2 separate regions of the Sus scrofa genome follow, and region 2 is linked to region 1. The links are chromatin contacts, called in public HiChIP or PLAC-seq maps. All regions are on one chromosome and are shown on one strand. The core of a region is the stretch at or near the end of the contact, and the rest is flanking DNA. Distances in the headings are between cores, read along the strand shown.

Region 1 (6,662 bases), core at 3,043-5,542:
ATGTCCACATGGGGACCAGTGATCTCATGTAACCACACACTAAGGCCAAATGTATACTTGTCATGCCAGCTCCCAGGAGACAGAAATACCAAAGACTCATGTGACCCTGGAGGAACAGAACCAGAGAACTAGTGACGCCAAAATCCAAACTGCGTCTCTGTCACGGAGACGCGTTGAGAAGTGTGCCATGCACTTATCACCACAAAGGTCCTGTCTGTATTGAAGCAAATCCAAAGAAGAGGATTGGCTGAATTACACAAGCCCTCCTGTGCTCAGGAGGCATTCTCAAGTGCCATGCGTAAGGTACTGACATTTATACTCTGGAAAAGGGCTCCAGAGCTAAATTGGAAGGAGCTAAGTGTCACCTGGGACATTGGTATACCCTGCTCCTCTAAGAAATTGAAATTAATAAGCTCTAATGAAAGAGGAGCCAATTGTGTGTAAGGTCAAACTTCATAAGCCTACCTTGAGAACAGAGACCAGGTTATTCCCTTACCACCAAGACCAATGGATTGCCATATGCATAAGAGTGTTTTACAGTTGTGTGTTTAGTTGAATCATAGCTAAGTTTTTGTTTGCTGCTGTTGTTTGGCTACTAACAGCATTTTCAATTCTTAATTTTTACCTGTGTTGCAATATATGTCATTGCCACATAAGAATTCTAAATAGGAGTTCCCATCGTGGTTCAGTGGTTAACGAATCCGACTAGGAACCATGAGGTTGCGGGTTCGGTCCCTGCCCTTGCTCAGTGGGTTAAGGATCCAGCGTTGCTGTGAACTTCGGTGTAGGTTTCAGACACGGCTGGGATCCCGTGTTGCTGTGGCTCTGGTGTAGGCCAGTGGCTACAGCTCTGATTAGACCCCTAGCCTGGGAATCTCCATATGCCGCAGGAGCGGCCCTAGAAAAGGCAAAAAGACCAAAAAAAAAAAAGAATTCTAAATAGATAAGGAGCTACTAGACAGTTTTAAAATTATTTAATCAAAACATTTATCAAGAATACCAGAACAAGAACCACAGCCGGTAATTGAAGCTAAATGCTAAATTGTATGCATGTGTCTTGCTGCATTGTGAAGATGGACATCTATGTGCAAACAGGCAAATAAATATCTTGAGAAATCCCCTAAACATTATTTTTTAAAAGGTTTTTTAACTTTGTTTGGTTTTGTTTTTTGTTTTTCATTTGTTTGTTTGTTTTTTTGGCTGTACCCCCTGTATGTGGAAGTTCCTGGGCCAAGGATCAAACCCACGCCATAGCAGTGACCTGAGCCATAGTGGTGACAATGCCAGATCTTTAGTCCACTGAGTCGCTAGAAAACTCCTCCTATACTTTGGATTACACCATGGCTTAGTGAGTGCTAGCCTTTTGGTTCTGCACCTTTGGAAAACACAGGCCACTTCTCCAGAAAATGGTGCTACCTTGAAATTTCAAGAAGCCATGTGCTCTAGAGTTGGACTCTCCATCGTCTAGAGCAAAGTTGTCCAATGGATGTTTCCGAGATTATGGCAATGTTTTATTCTACATTGTCCCATACTGCAGGCACCAGGCATGAGCAGTGACTGAGCACTTAAAATGTGGCTAGCGAACCTAAATATGAAACTATTTAATTTTATTAAATTTAACTATTCACATGTGGTTGGTGACTACTATATCAGACAGCACAATTACTAGAGATTTGCTATTCAACATGTAGTCTGGGAACCAGCAGCAGCCTTGGCTTCACTCACTGCTTTTCTAATAGACACGCAGAATCACAGATCTACAGACAGAATCTGCATTTTAACAAGATTCCCAGGTGATTTGCATACACATTGGAATTTGAGAAATGCTGCTCTAAAATATTTCTTCATAAGACTGATTACTTCCTGGCTCTCTAAGGGAAGACAACCCAAATCTTTTTTTTTGAATCAAAAAAGTGGAGAATACAGTATTATTTCAGTACCCTTCCTAGACAGACCCCAAGGTAGAGGGATGACCTCAACACGAAAATTTCTAGAATGCTCTAAAATGTGATCTGTGCCCAATCTCATTCAACCAATACCCTCTTTCTTCCCCATTTGGGCTGGCTTTACATGTGAGCTTCATAAGCGCATTTTTTTTTTTTTTTTTTTGGCTGTGCCTATGACATGTGGAAATTCCTGGGCCTAAGATCCAAGGCAAAACAGAGCAATGAACCTGGGCCACAACAGTGACAACATCAAATCCTTAACTGCCAGGCCATTAGGGTATTTGGCAAAAGATTTCCACTGACCCTAGGAAGAGGCCTCTGTATCCATGACACTTCTTGCCATTGAAATCAGTTTGCTAATACTTTCCTTAATAAAGATCAAGCTTCAAAAGTTCATACCCTGTAAGGCTTATATGCAAGTTGCACTAGTCTAGTACAAACCACAGTATGAATTATCTGAGTACTAAATGTGATAAGAAAGCTCGAGGAAGGGCACCCCTCAAAGTGGAAAGGAAGAGAAATAGCAGAGGTGAAGAAAGAGAGAACAAAGGGAAGCTGATGTGCCATGAAGCACGTTATTCAGGCTATGATACCAGACTGAGAAAATTGTTGTGTCCACAATCACATTGTTCAGAGAGAGGCAGCAATGACTCTGGTAAACCAAAGTCTAGGACTATTAGGTGCATGCATTAGAAAAGCTTGAGTGCCTCCAAAGATACCTACACTTAATCTTCATACCACAGCCTAAATTGTCACTGGTAGGAACACCCAAATGCCCCTTCTGTGGTGGTAATGTTTATGTTTGTTTGTTTTCAGGCTCTTCATGCACTTCCCCTTTTTCTAATACTAGCTCCCAAATATTATTTGAGTATTTACATTCCGATCACCCCTTAGCCAAGTATATCCCTAATTCCACTCAAAAGTGGCAATTTGGCAAATGCAAACCACTAGCCTAGTTCAGAGCGGTGCACAGGAGTCCATCCAAAATAAGGAGAAGCATGGACTTCGGATCTTCTAGGAAAAGATGCTCTATTTAGTTGCACTTGCGACTGTAATGCATCCTTAGGCAGTCACTTTGATATTAAAAGAGGGAACCTGCATGAGAATGGATCCAAGTGGAACCTGAGTCCAGAGACTAAAACGGAAAATGCCATCTTTTAAGCATCTAACTCAAGCCTCACTTGAAGCCAGCCCTACACACTATACTTTGCATGAGTCAATACATGGCCCATTTTGCCTAAGAAATCTTAGATTCGACCATATATCTTTTGGAACCAAATGAGTCCTAACATCAATCTATTCTCAGAAGAATATCCTAAGAGGAAAAAAAGGTGACTGAAAATGCAAGAAAGAAAAAGAACAAACGATGAATGCAGTGCTCTGAGTATAATGTGACATAAGAGTATTCTTGCTAAACACTAAGATTTCCTACTTTCATCCTTCTCTACTGCATACTTATTTCTCAGAAAATAAATATATAACCCAGAGAGAAACTTCAATAACAAACTCTGTAGTAAACAACATTTAAAAAAATTAATCTGTGATCATAAGATTCTAAGTTGTTACCATTCATTTGTGACAGGAATAACATTATCCACCACTTGGGTGGAAAGTCACAAGATTTTTCAAATGCCAAGTTTAACTACATATTATCTCTATTTTGCAGATTCAACAAATTCAATTTTGTTATGCAAAGTGCAATAAAAGTTAGAGTGCACAGTTCCAACTATATTGTCCTCTTATTAAAATCTGACTTCTATAGGAAAATCTATAAGAACAGAAGAAATAAAGGAAAAATTTAAGTGGCATTCCCTAAAATGTTGGAAACAAAATTTAATTGCGCTGAATACCATGACTCTACTTAGATATGTCTGGGTTGCTTCTTATTAGTGAAACAATATTTGGAACTAAGTTAGAATCTATTTTGTGTAAGAGATTAGATGGTGTAAAATACATCAGTCATAATAATAAATCAGTGTCAGGGTTTCTGACGGTGCATAATGTAATACCAGGCGTAGAGTGGCATTCTATCTTGAGCCACTGGAGCCACTTACGCCCCTAAAGGAAATGCCAGTCACGTGTCCTAAACCATAAGTTTCTACAACACCAGAGACTTCCAGCATGCCATTGCTTTTTGAAGACCATATGCAAAATTGCATCTGTATGTGGATTCTTTTTAACAGGGATCTTTATTAGAGGAAGCTAAGTATTCTATATAAAATTAGGAATTAGAGTTGCAGCCAGTGAAGATGGAAAGAAAAAAAAAAAGACAGCTTATCCCTTACTTCTGGCAAAGCCGATTAGGCATATCTTTGTTTCATGACAGCTATATAAAGAATTGGGGAGTGGAGCATGTGGGCATTTGATATGGATGTGCAAACTAATTCTTTCTGTGGGCTCACATAAACAGCAGTTAGTAGAATATCCGGTAGATGTTTTTTGGCCTCACTTTCCTAAACCATGTAAGGCAATGCAATTTAATATATGCAATGGTTTTCTGTCTTCTGTCGGAAAAAAATACAAGGGTTTCTTCAAACAGAGCATTTAAGATGTGTCAAGAGATATCAATCCTGACTCATCAGATTATTCAATTCAAAGCTAAAATAAAACTCACTTTGGCATTAAGTTCTTGATAACTTTGACATTCTATATTTCTGCCATGTTCTAGCAGTACAATAATTGTTCATTAGGTAAATTCGGCACCAATATGAATTTTGTCGTTATAATTTATTTTATTGTTTAAAACTTCGCAATTTATTAATTGGTCCATCCCGTCTATTAGATTGTGAGCTCCTGAAAACAGGGCTTCATTTGTGTCAACTTTGCCAACACTACACATATACCCAGGGAAAGCAATTCTTTGTGAAATAAATTTTGTACTCGTTTCTATAGAGATGTATATTAAACATTTTGATTAATGTTTTATTAAGGAAGTACTGCAAGTAAGGTTTATTAGGATTCTTCTGGCCAGCACTCGGTCTTATTTCATAAACAATTTGTTTCAGTTTTTTTAAGCACAGGAGCTATGGCAATAAGAACGAGCATGTTCTGACCGCTTACGATGAATCAGGTACAATTCTATGCATTCTTAACCCATTATTTATCTTCTCTTTACAAATATTCTATACAGTAATAATATTACTATCCAAATATCACAAATAAGGAAACTGATGCTTCTTTAATTATTAGAGAACTTAATTATATACCCAAGGTCATACAATCTGATACTTGAGTCCTCATTCTTAGCCAGGCTATGATGCAACCCCATAGGTTCTGTATTTTGATGACCCGGTAAAGTTGTAGAGGAAAGCCAAGTCTGTGGGAACAGGTGGGTGGGTAATTTACTATAAACTCTAATCTTTCTGTTTCCCAGTTTCGGAAATGAAATCAACCACATAAATTCCTTCAATCCAAAGGGTAAATAGAAAACGAGATCATATGAATTTTTTTTAACCCTTTTTTTTTTTAGTGGCCACACCTGAGGCATATTGAAGTTCCCTGGCCAGGGGTCAAATTGGAGCTGAAGCTGAGGCATATGCCACAGACACAGCACAGCAATGCCAGAACTGAGCCATATCTTCGACTTATGCTGTGGCTTGCAGCAACGCTGGATCCTTAACCCATTGAGCAAGGCCAGGGATCAACCCACATCCTCAAGAAGCCTGTCAGGTTCTTATCTTGCTGAGCCACAACAGGAATTTCTATTTTTTTTTAATTAAAGTATAGCTGTTTTTCAGTGATATTCCAATTTCTGCTCTATATCAAAGTGACCCAGTCACACACACACACACACACACACACACACACACACACACACATTCCCTTTCTTAGCTTCCATCATGGTCTATTGGTACAACCACTATGGAAAACAGTATGGAGGTTCCTCATATGAGATTTTAAATCAGGAAATTGTTTGGCTCAAGGAGGTTGGCACAACCAACAAACACTGAAAAGCATAATTGGCTACATGCTCAGAGAAAATAGGTATTGCAGAGAAAGCAATCAATTTTGCATCTCCCTGGGATCTGTGGTTCTGAAAAGTTAGTTTGCTTGGGACATCAGCATGTCCTGTTGTGTCAGCAACTCCTCTAACAAGAGATGTAAAAGTGACAAAGGGAGAAAAACTATGAGCGTTTTCAATGACAATTGGAGGTGCTTGGCTGACCAGCTGTTACTCTAAGCTAACCAATAATTAATAGTGACTCATATACATTTGGACACAAAACATTTTCTGCTCGATATTTTCATACAAATGTTACAGTATCTTTATTCACATTATAGGATTCTTTTTTGTAATATAAAATAGGGGAACTGAGTTCTCTAAACCAACACTAGAAAAAAAACTCACAACTTTTAGGTAGTGTTTAATTCATTTCTTTTACAAAGAATCTATACTGAATTCAAGAATTAGCAAATAGCATCTGGGACCAATTAAAGAAATACCAGGAGGACTGAGTAATTAAAATATTCTAAAAATTTCCATCGATTTTTCTCAGTCCTCTTCAGTACATCTAGGAAGGGAATGAATGGAGGATATGAAACTATTTGTCAGAGCAGGAAGAAAATTAAGGTCAGCTATCAAAGAGCCAATAGTATGAGGCACCACAACAAAAATAATCCATCACCTAATTCATCCTTGTAGGGTATCAAGCCTTGTCCTCATGTTACAGATGAAGAAACTGAGACTCCGAAGAGTTTAATGAGTGCCACTTTCAC
Region 2 (6,662 bases), core at 2,571-5,070, 340 kb after region 1:
GGAGGTAGAAGAGCAGAATTCGAGCACCAGGTTAAAAGCGGTTTTGTCTTCTGATTGGTCACCATGAAACGCACCTGCTGTGATGTCCAGTTGAGCTACTGGAGGTCCTCTGGCTGCTTCTGGAAACTGATGCTGGCATAGGCGCTTAAATCCTCGCTGGAGCGGCTGGTGGAGCTGCTCTCACTGTTGCCCAGAGGCTGATGAGGAGGAGGGGGTGGAGGAGGCTGCGGTTGAGGGGGGCGCTCTTGAGGGCGCTGTTTGAAGTCCTTGACCAAATCCAGGTCTATGTAGTTAAGACCATTCTCCAAACCCCCAGCTGCTCCGCACATCTGGGCCAGCTCCTTGGGGGCTCCCCCAAGCTCCCCAGGCCTCAGCCACACGTTCTCGAAGGAGGCAGAGCTGTGGCGTTTCACATCCTCAGTGCTGCTGCTGCCACCACCGCCGCCCCCAACTGCAGCTCCCCCTCCGAAGGGTACCGTGTTGCCCGCCCGGGTGGCACTGGGTGTCGAGGAGAAGGTCTCGGAGCTGTGCCGCCTCCTGCACCCTTGAGGGTCGGCACGGATCACTTTGGCACTCTGGTTGCGGTTGGGACTGAGATTCACCCGTGTGAAGGCGCTCAGGCCCCCGGGTCCCTGCGGGCCCCCCAGCAGGGAAGAGCGGGCCGCCAGCTCCCCTGCTCCTTGGGGCGCGGCGGAGGAAGCAGAGGTGGCCGAGGACGCCGAGGGAGCGGCCGCTGTGGCCCCGGGAAGGCTGGCCTCCTCCACGACGATGCCGGTCCGCATATCGGCATAGCTGATGGGGGCCACTGGCGAGGTGTCCACGTAGCTCTGACGGGGACAACCCATCTGCATGGTCATGTAGTCACCCCGGCTGCTGGGCACCGCCCGGGTCGGCCTGCACACGCTAGCAGCTCCCGGGGGGGCGGGGCCCACCCTGCCGGGCTGGACCCCAGCGCTCTCCTGCCAGATCGCCCTCCGGCCTGGCCCCAGGTCCATGTTCATGTACTCTTCGGCGCCAGTCTCCTCTTCTCTGGGAGCTGGCTGGAGCTGCGATGAACATCTCACCGAAGGCGCGCTGTGGGACGCCACCGGGCCTGATAAGTAGCCCGGCTGATCGCCCCCAAATTCAATATTCACATATTCCCCTGGACTTTTGGGTTCCGGAGGGTGCAGCAGGGCCGGCTGTGGCGGCTGCTCTCGGGCCCGAGGTAAGGTGCTGGCCTTGGGATCCCCCAGGGACAGCCTCGTGGGCCGAGCCAGGCGGTTGTTGGTCTGGGCTGCTGTGTCCACCTTTCGAGGCAGATGGGGCTGCAGGACCTGATGATGGAGATGCGGGAGGCCGGGCTCGGGCCTAGCCCCACAGTATCCCCCGCCCAGGCTGTCGCTGCTGGTGGATGACGACGAATCTTCTGCTGCCGCAGCATAGAGAAGCCGACCGGAGCTGGAGGAAAGGCGGAGGTGCTGGTGCCTGGCGCTCTCCTCCAGCTCCCCGGGGCGCTGCGTGTGCTTGAAGGACCTTGGCAATGAGTAGTAGGAGAGGACTGGCTTGTGCTGGGGATCCTCGGGGCCATAGTAGCAGTCGGAAGGGCTGCTGGTGTTGGAGTCCCCCACTGGCGACATGTTCATGTAGTCACCTGTACAAGACAAGAGCTTGCCACTACTGCTCTCCACGGGGAGTTTGGGGTGTGGCAGGGCGTGAGAGTGGTGGCCCCCTACCCCATTTGTCCATAACTTGCCATAGCTGCTCCCAGAAGGGGCGGCACCGCTGCTGCTGCCCCCGCTGCTGGGACCACCTCCAATGTCAGGAGAGCAGCTGCCGCTGGGGGACATCATCATGTAGCCATTGGGGTCCACTCTCTGGGGGTGGCGTCTGATGGGGTTGATGATCTGCTGCGGGGCAGACACGCTCTTGGGGCTCATGGGCATGTAGTCCCCACTGCCCTTTCGGGTGCCGGGCACTGGGGCTACTCCTGGGGACATGGGCATGTAGCCATCATCGGTGTGGAGGCTGGAGGTGTCTTGGCGGTGGTGACCCCCACGCCGCTCCAAGGGGTGCATTTCCAGACCCTCCTCAGGGTAGGAGTGGGTGGGCACGAAGGCGGAGTGCCGGTAGTTGGGCATCCGGCCTCCACTGCCACCTCCTGGTGGGTAGGCCGGCATCATCTCTGTATATTCCTCAATGGAAGCCACAGAGGACTGGGATGGGGTCTTCTGGTGGGAAATAGTAGGGGATGTGCCAGCAGAGTGAGTCCGCTTTCGGAACCGATTATCCAGATCAGATGCAGGGCCTGCTTCCTCCCCGGTCAGGGCTGGGCTCGTGCCCAAGCCAGCTCCTGGGAGGCAGCGGTGGCCATTGCCACCCCGAGGCAAAATGTAGTGGCCATTGGGGGCAGCGAGGGTGGAGGCCCCCTTGCCCCCCATGCAGATGTAGTTGCTCAGCTCCTCCTCACCGCGGGCGGGCGGGGTGTGGCCCAGGGAATCCGGCGTGACACTGCGGAAGGAACTTCGGAAATCACAGGGGCTAGAGCCATACTCATCGGAAGAGATGAAACCGCCGTCACTGGGGGACCCGGACACAGAAGCACTAGACCGCCGCGGGAAGAGACAGTCCGAGGTGGAGCCATGGCCGCTGGTGCTGCTGGACGACAGGCTGACCGGGCTGGTGGCGGAGGGTGAGCAGCGAGAGGAAGGCATGGGAATAGAGCGGCTGTGGTTAAGAGGCGGGTGCAGCCGGGAGCTGCCTCGATGCCGGTGGGCGTGAGTCCTGTTGGTGCTAGGGCTCACAGGACTGCCGTCCACAGAGGCGGGGCGAGACATGGTGCCTTCCCCATCACTGGACGCACGGACGCGGAAGGAGCCCTGCTTCCCGCCCACCAAGCTGGCCGGGGAGGTGGCAGTGATGCTCTCTGTGCGTGAGCGGCGGGTCAGCCCCACCTGGCTGGGCGGAGGGTTGTTGAGGTGGTGCCTGCGCAGAGGTACACTGATGGGGTTGGAGCAGTTAGAGGAGGACTGGCTCTTGCTTCGAGGGCGGAACTCATCGCTCATGGCCCGCATGGCCTCCAGGATTGTCTCATGCATATTCTGGGCCACCACAGAATCATCCACCTGCATCCAAAACTCCCCGGGTCCCGTCACTGCAGAACGGCCCACTTCGATGAAGAAGAAGTTCTCTGAGTGGCCACAGCGCCTGATGTTCATCAGCTGCAGCACCACAGCCGCCGCCTCCGAGTTCAGCTTCACGAAACTGATGGTCTTGCTGGTCAGGCAGAGGCGGTAGATGCCAATCAGGTTCTTTGTCTGACCCAGGCCTTTGGGTTTCAGGATCACCTGCCAAACCTCCTTGAAGGCGGGTCCTGGGGGCACGTCTCCGTAGCTCAAGTCCTCCCCAGCCTCGCCGAGGCCAGAGCTGCCACTGCAGCTGCCCCCACCGCCTCCCGCCCCGGGGCCTGCGGCCCCGTCGTGGTGGCCCTTGGCACGGTTGTGCAGCTGCAGGAGGGCCTGGTACCAGCTGTCCTGTTCGGCCTCGCTGTCCGCCGCGATGGCAAAGTGCTCGTCCCGGGTGTAGAGGGCCACCAGGTGCTTGTTCTTGGAATCCGCCCGCTTGTTGATGTTGAAGCAGCTCTCCAGGGGGATCGAGCGTTTGGGGGCGCTCGACTTGTGCCGCCACTTCTTCTCGTTCTCGTAGTACTCGAGGCGCGCGGGGCCCCCAGCCTCGCTGGCCGCCCGCAGCACGAAAAAGCGCTTGTGCATGCTCTTGGGTTTGCGCAGGTAGCCCACCTTGCGCACGTCCGAGAAGCCATCCGTCTCGGGAGGGCTCGCCATGCTGCCGCCGCCACCGCCGCCGAGGAGAGGGAGGCGCCGAAAAACAACCGGGTGGGGGGCGGAGGCTCCTCGCCGCGGCCCCGCACATGCAAACAGGGCTGGAGGCGGCAGAAACCCCGACTCCGAAATCCACGCCGCCCTCCGCGCCGGGGAGGGGCAGCCGAGGGAGGACGCAGCAGCTGCGCCAAGGAGATAGCCCCGACCGGAGTTTACTGGCGTTTCATGCCCTGGGGGGAGGCAGCGCGTCCGGCGTGAGTGCAGCCCGGATCCTCGGGGAGCCAAATCTCTTCTCAGCCGCCGCGGCTGGGAAGGAGAGAAGATGCATCGCTCGCCGCCAGGGCTGGAGTCCGGCGCGCAGGCGGCGGCGGCCGGGGGTCCCCGCGTTGCCCCTCCAGGCACGCGCGCCTTCCCTCCTGAGTTCCCCTCTGGAAGTAGCGATTCCCGAGGCAAATTAAATATCCTTGGGCAGGGGGAGGCGAGCTGCCAAGTCCCAACGTTGCACGGGGTTCTCCCTCCTCCTTCTCCTTCGCCTCCTCCTCCGCCTCCTCCCACCCCCCAACCGTCCCCGCCGCCACCAGCCGCCCAAATACCAGCTCAGTCGCAGAGACCGCGGCGCTGCGGCTGTTGCTGCTGCTGCTGCCGCCGCCCGCGGACGCGTCCTCTGCAGCCCCCATTCGGGCCCATCTCCACAGGCGAAGAAAGTGGCTTTTCCACGCAAAACGCTACTGGGGAGCTGGGGACGCGCCGGAGGGACAGGCTCATCCCTGCCCCTCGCTCCAGTCGGCAGGGGAGGAGGGGAGGGGACGAGGGCGGGAGGCAAGGGGGGAGGTTGGGGAAGGAGTCGGGGAAGACGCCTCTTCCCCGGGAGGCGCTGCTGCAGCAGTTACTTCTCCCCGCCTCCCTCCTCCTCGGAGAGTTGCCGAGAGCCCCAACCAAAACAAGCAGCGGCGTCTGGCTCTGCGCGTCGGCCCCCTCCGACCGCGCCGCCGTCTCACTCAGGAGAGAAACACGTGATGGAGCCTCCGCGCTCCGCAGCCCGGCTGCCGCCGCCGCCGCCGGGAGGCTCCCGCCTGGGTCTCTACATTCCCGGTTGAGCCCGCCCCGCGCCCGCCCCTCTCCGCCCCCCGGTCGTGCCGCAGAGGCGCCCGCGCCGGCTTCAGCGCTGCGCTCGGGCAGCGCCCCTGCGCGGCCGCCCGCCCTGGCGCAGAGCCTTCCTCCCCGAGCGCCACCCAGGGTGCCCCCGGCCCGCAGGAATCCCCGCCGCGGGCGCGGGCGGGGGTGTTTGGGTGGCTACCCGAAAGCACGAGGGGAATCTGGGAAAACGGGGGGTGTGCGTGTGCCGAACTCGGGAAGACGCAGGAGTGAGGGTGGGGGGCGACGGGCGGGGAGTTGGGGGGCGGGCACTGCGGCTACAGAGCCTAGCCTGGGAGGGTCCGGGAGGAGGGGGCGCGGGAGCTGGGCTAAATCTTTCCTAACAGGTAAGATCGACTCTTCCGGAGGGAGGTTTTTTCTCCCTGGAAATATAAAAGCTGGATTTCAGTTTCAGGGTGATAGGCCATAGTGAAATCTTTGTTTTTGCGAGGTTTTCTAAAGGACTTAGGAGCCAGCCTTCCACCTTGGAATCCCCGCATTTGCGGCAGTGAGGTACCTCAAAGGAACGCCCAAGGGCAGTGATTGGGGGGTTATGGGCACTCGAGAACAAGAGGGATCTCTGAGAAGCGTTGTACCTCCCGCGTTGCGGTGTTAGCAGCAGATCAATTAGGAAGAAAACGTAAATATCCAGTTTCTCCTTTTCCCCACCCCACCCCCAGCGAGGGGGCGGGGATTCGCACCTTGGGATGAAGGCTTGGGGAGAAAAATGAGACGCCAGCCCCTCGTCATACTCCGAAATCTATTTATGACTTCCAAAAGATGTTAGGGACCTACAGAGGGTTTGTAAGGCCAAAACCCTACTATGTAAATACTGCCTGAAGTGTTTGTTTCACACACAGCTTCCACACCCACTGAACCACCCCATAACGTTTTTACCCTTGACCACAAGGATAATCGGGAGAAAACAAGAATGGTGCCAGCTCAACTGTACAGGAAAATGAGTTCTTCATGAGAAGGACAGACTCTTACACAGTTACCTTGCGGTATCAGGCTCACCACAAGCAAATGATCCCCTAAAGTTTTTGTGTTTTTTTAAGCTGACCTGTAAACAAGCAGGCTGCCCTCTGCTTGTCCAGCTGGCATTAAGGACCCTTTAGAAAATGACGCTAGCCCCTCTGTTTAGGGCTTATCTTATTTTCCCACCCCATTCCTGGCGGGTTTGGGGTCTCCGCCCCCTCTCAGCGCTGGAGACCCTGCTCGCGGGGAAAAGCAGCAGTAGGGCACTGGGCATGCTCAGTGTTCGGACGGACTGGGCGGTGGAGGAGCGCGCCTGGGCCTAATACCAGGGTGAGGGGCGGGGAGTTTCTTGGGGGAGCCTGCTGATTGGTGGGACTGCCTGTCTCTCAGGCCTTGTTTGGCAGGAGGGGACGTAGGGAGAGAGGGTGAGGGTACCAAGGTAGGTTGCAAAGCGTAGTAAGAAAAAAAGAAAAAAAGAAAGAAACGAAAAAGAACCAAAGGCGCCATTCAGCAGCGTACGATATGTGAACTGGGGGAAGCCAGTATCTGAAGAGGGGCTACTGCCCACCGAAGCCAAGGAGCTTCTCATTTCTTCCCTCACAGTGTTCCCTGCCATCGTGCAGCCTCACTTCAACCTGGTTAATCTGTAATTTGTGTATACGCTGTTGAATTGAAAGCCCGTCCTTCTCTATCTCTGACAGCCTGGTGATGTGGGCACACGTGCCCACTACA

The links. HiChIP or PLAC-seq counts read pairs in DNA pulled down with a chosen protein or histone mark.
Region 2: a contact with region 1 is called in an H3K27ac HiChIP or PLAC-seq map of skeletal muscle, with 7 times the contacts expected there. The contact joins the promoter of IRS1 here to the enhancer-like site in region 1. A contact is called at or near these places in 4 of 47 Hi-C or Micro-C datasets (heart right ventricle, psoas muscle and skeletal muscle) and 2 of 2 datasets of contacts at active chromatin or transcription factors (alveolar macrophages and skeletal muscle).

The regions. Positions count from the first base shown.
Region 1 is chr15:127,966,274-127,972,935 of Sscrofa11.1, forward strand. No RefSeq gene overlaps it. Among named protein-coding and RNA genes, the nearest start is that of IRS1, 340 kb to the right of the region's middle. Within about 2 kb of position 4,293, at least 2 of the 83 cell types and tissues checked have an H3K27ac peak or open chromatin away from gene starts, as enhancers often do. A contact at or near this core is called in skeletal muscle, where this site is marked.
Region 2 is chr15:128,303,464-128,310,125 of Sscrofa11.1, forward strand. IRS1 (insulin receptor substrate 1) reads right to left here and starts at 3,821. Exons shown (of 2, transcript NM_001244489.1): 1 at 75-3,821. The coding sequence starts at 3,821. The coding sequence ends at 96.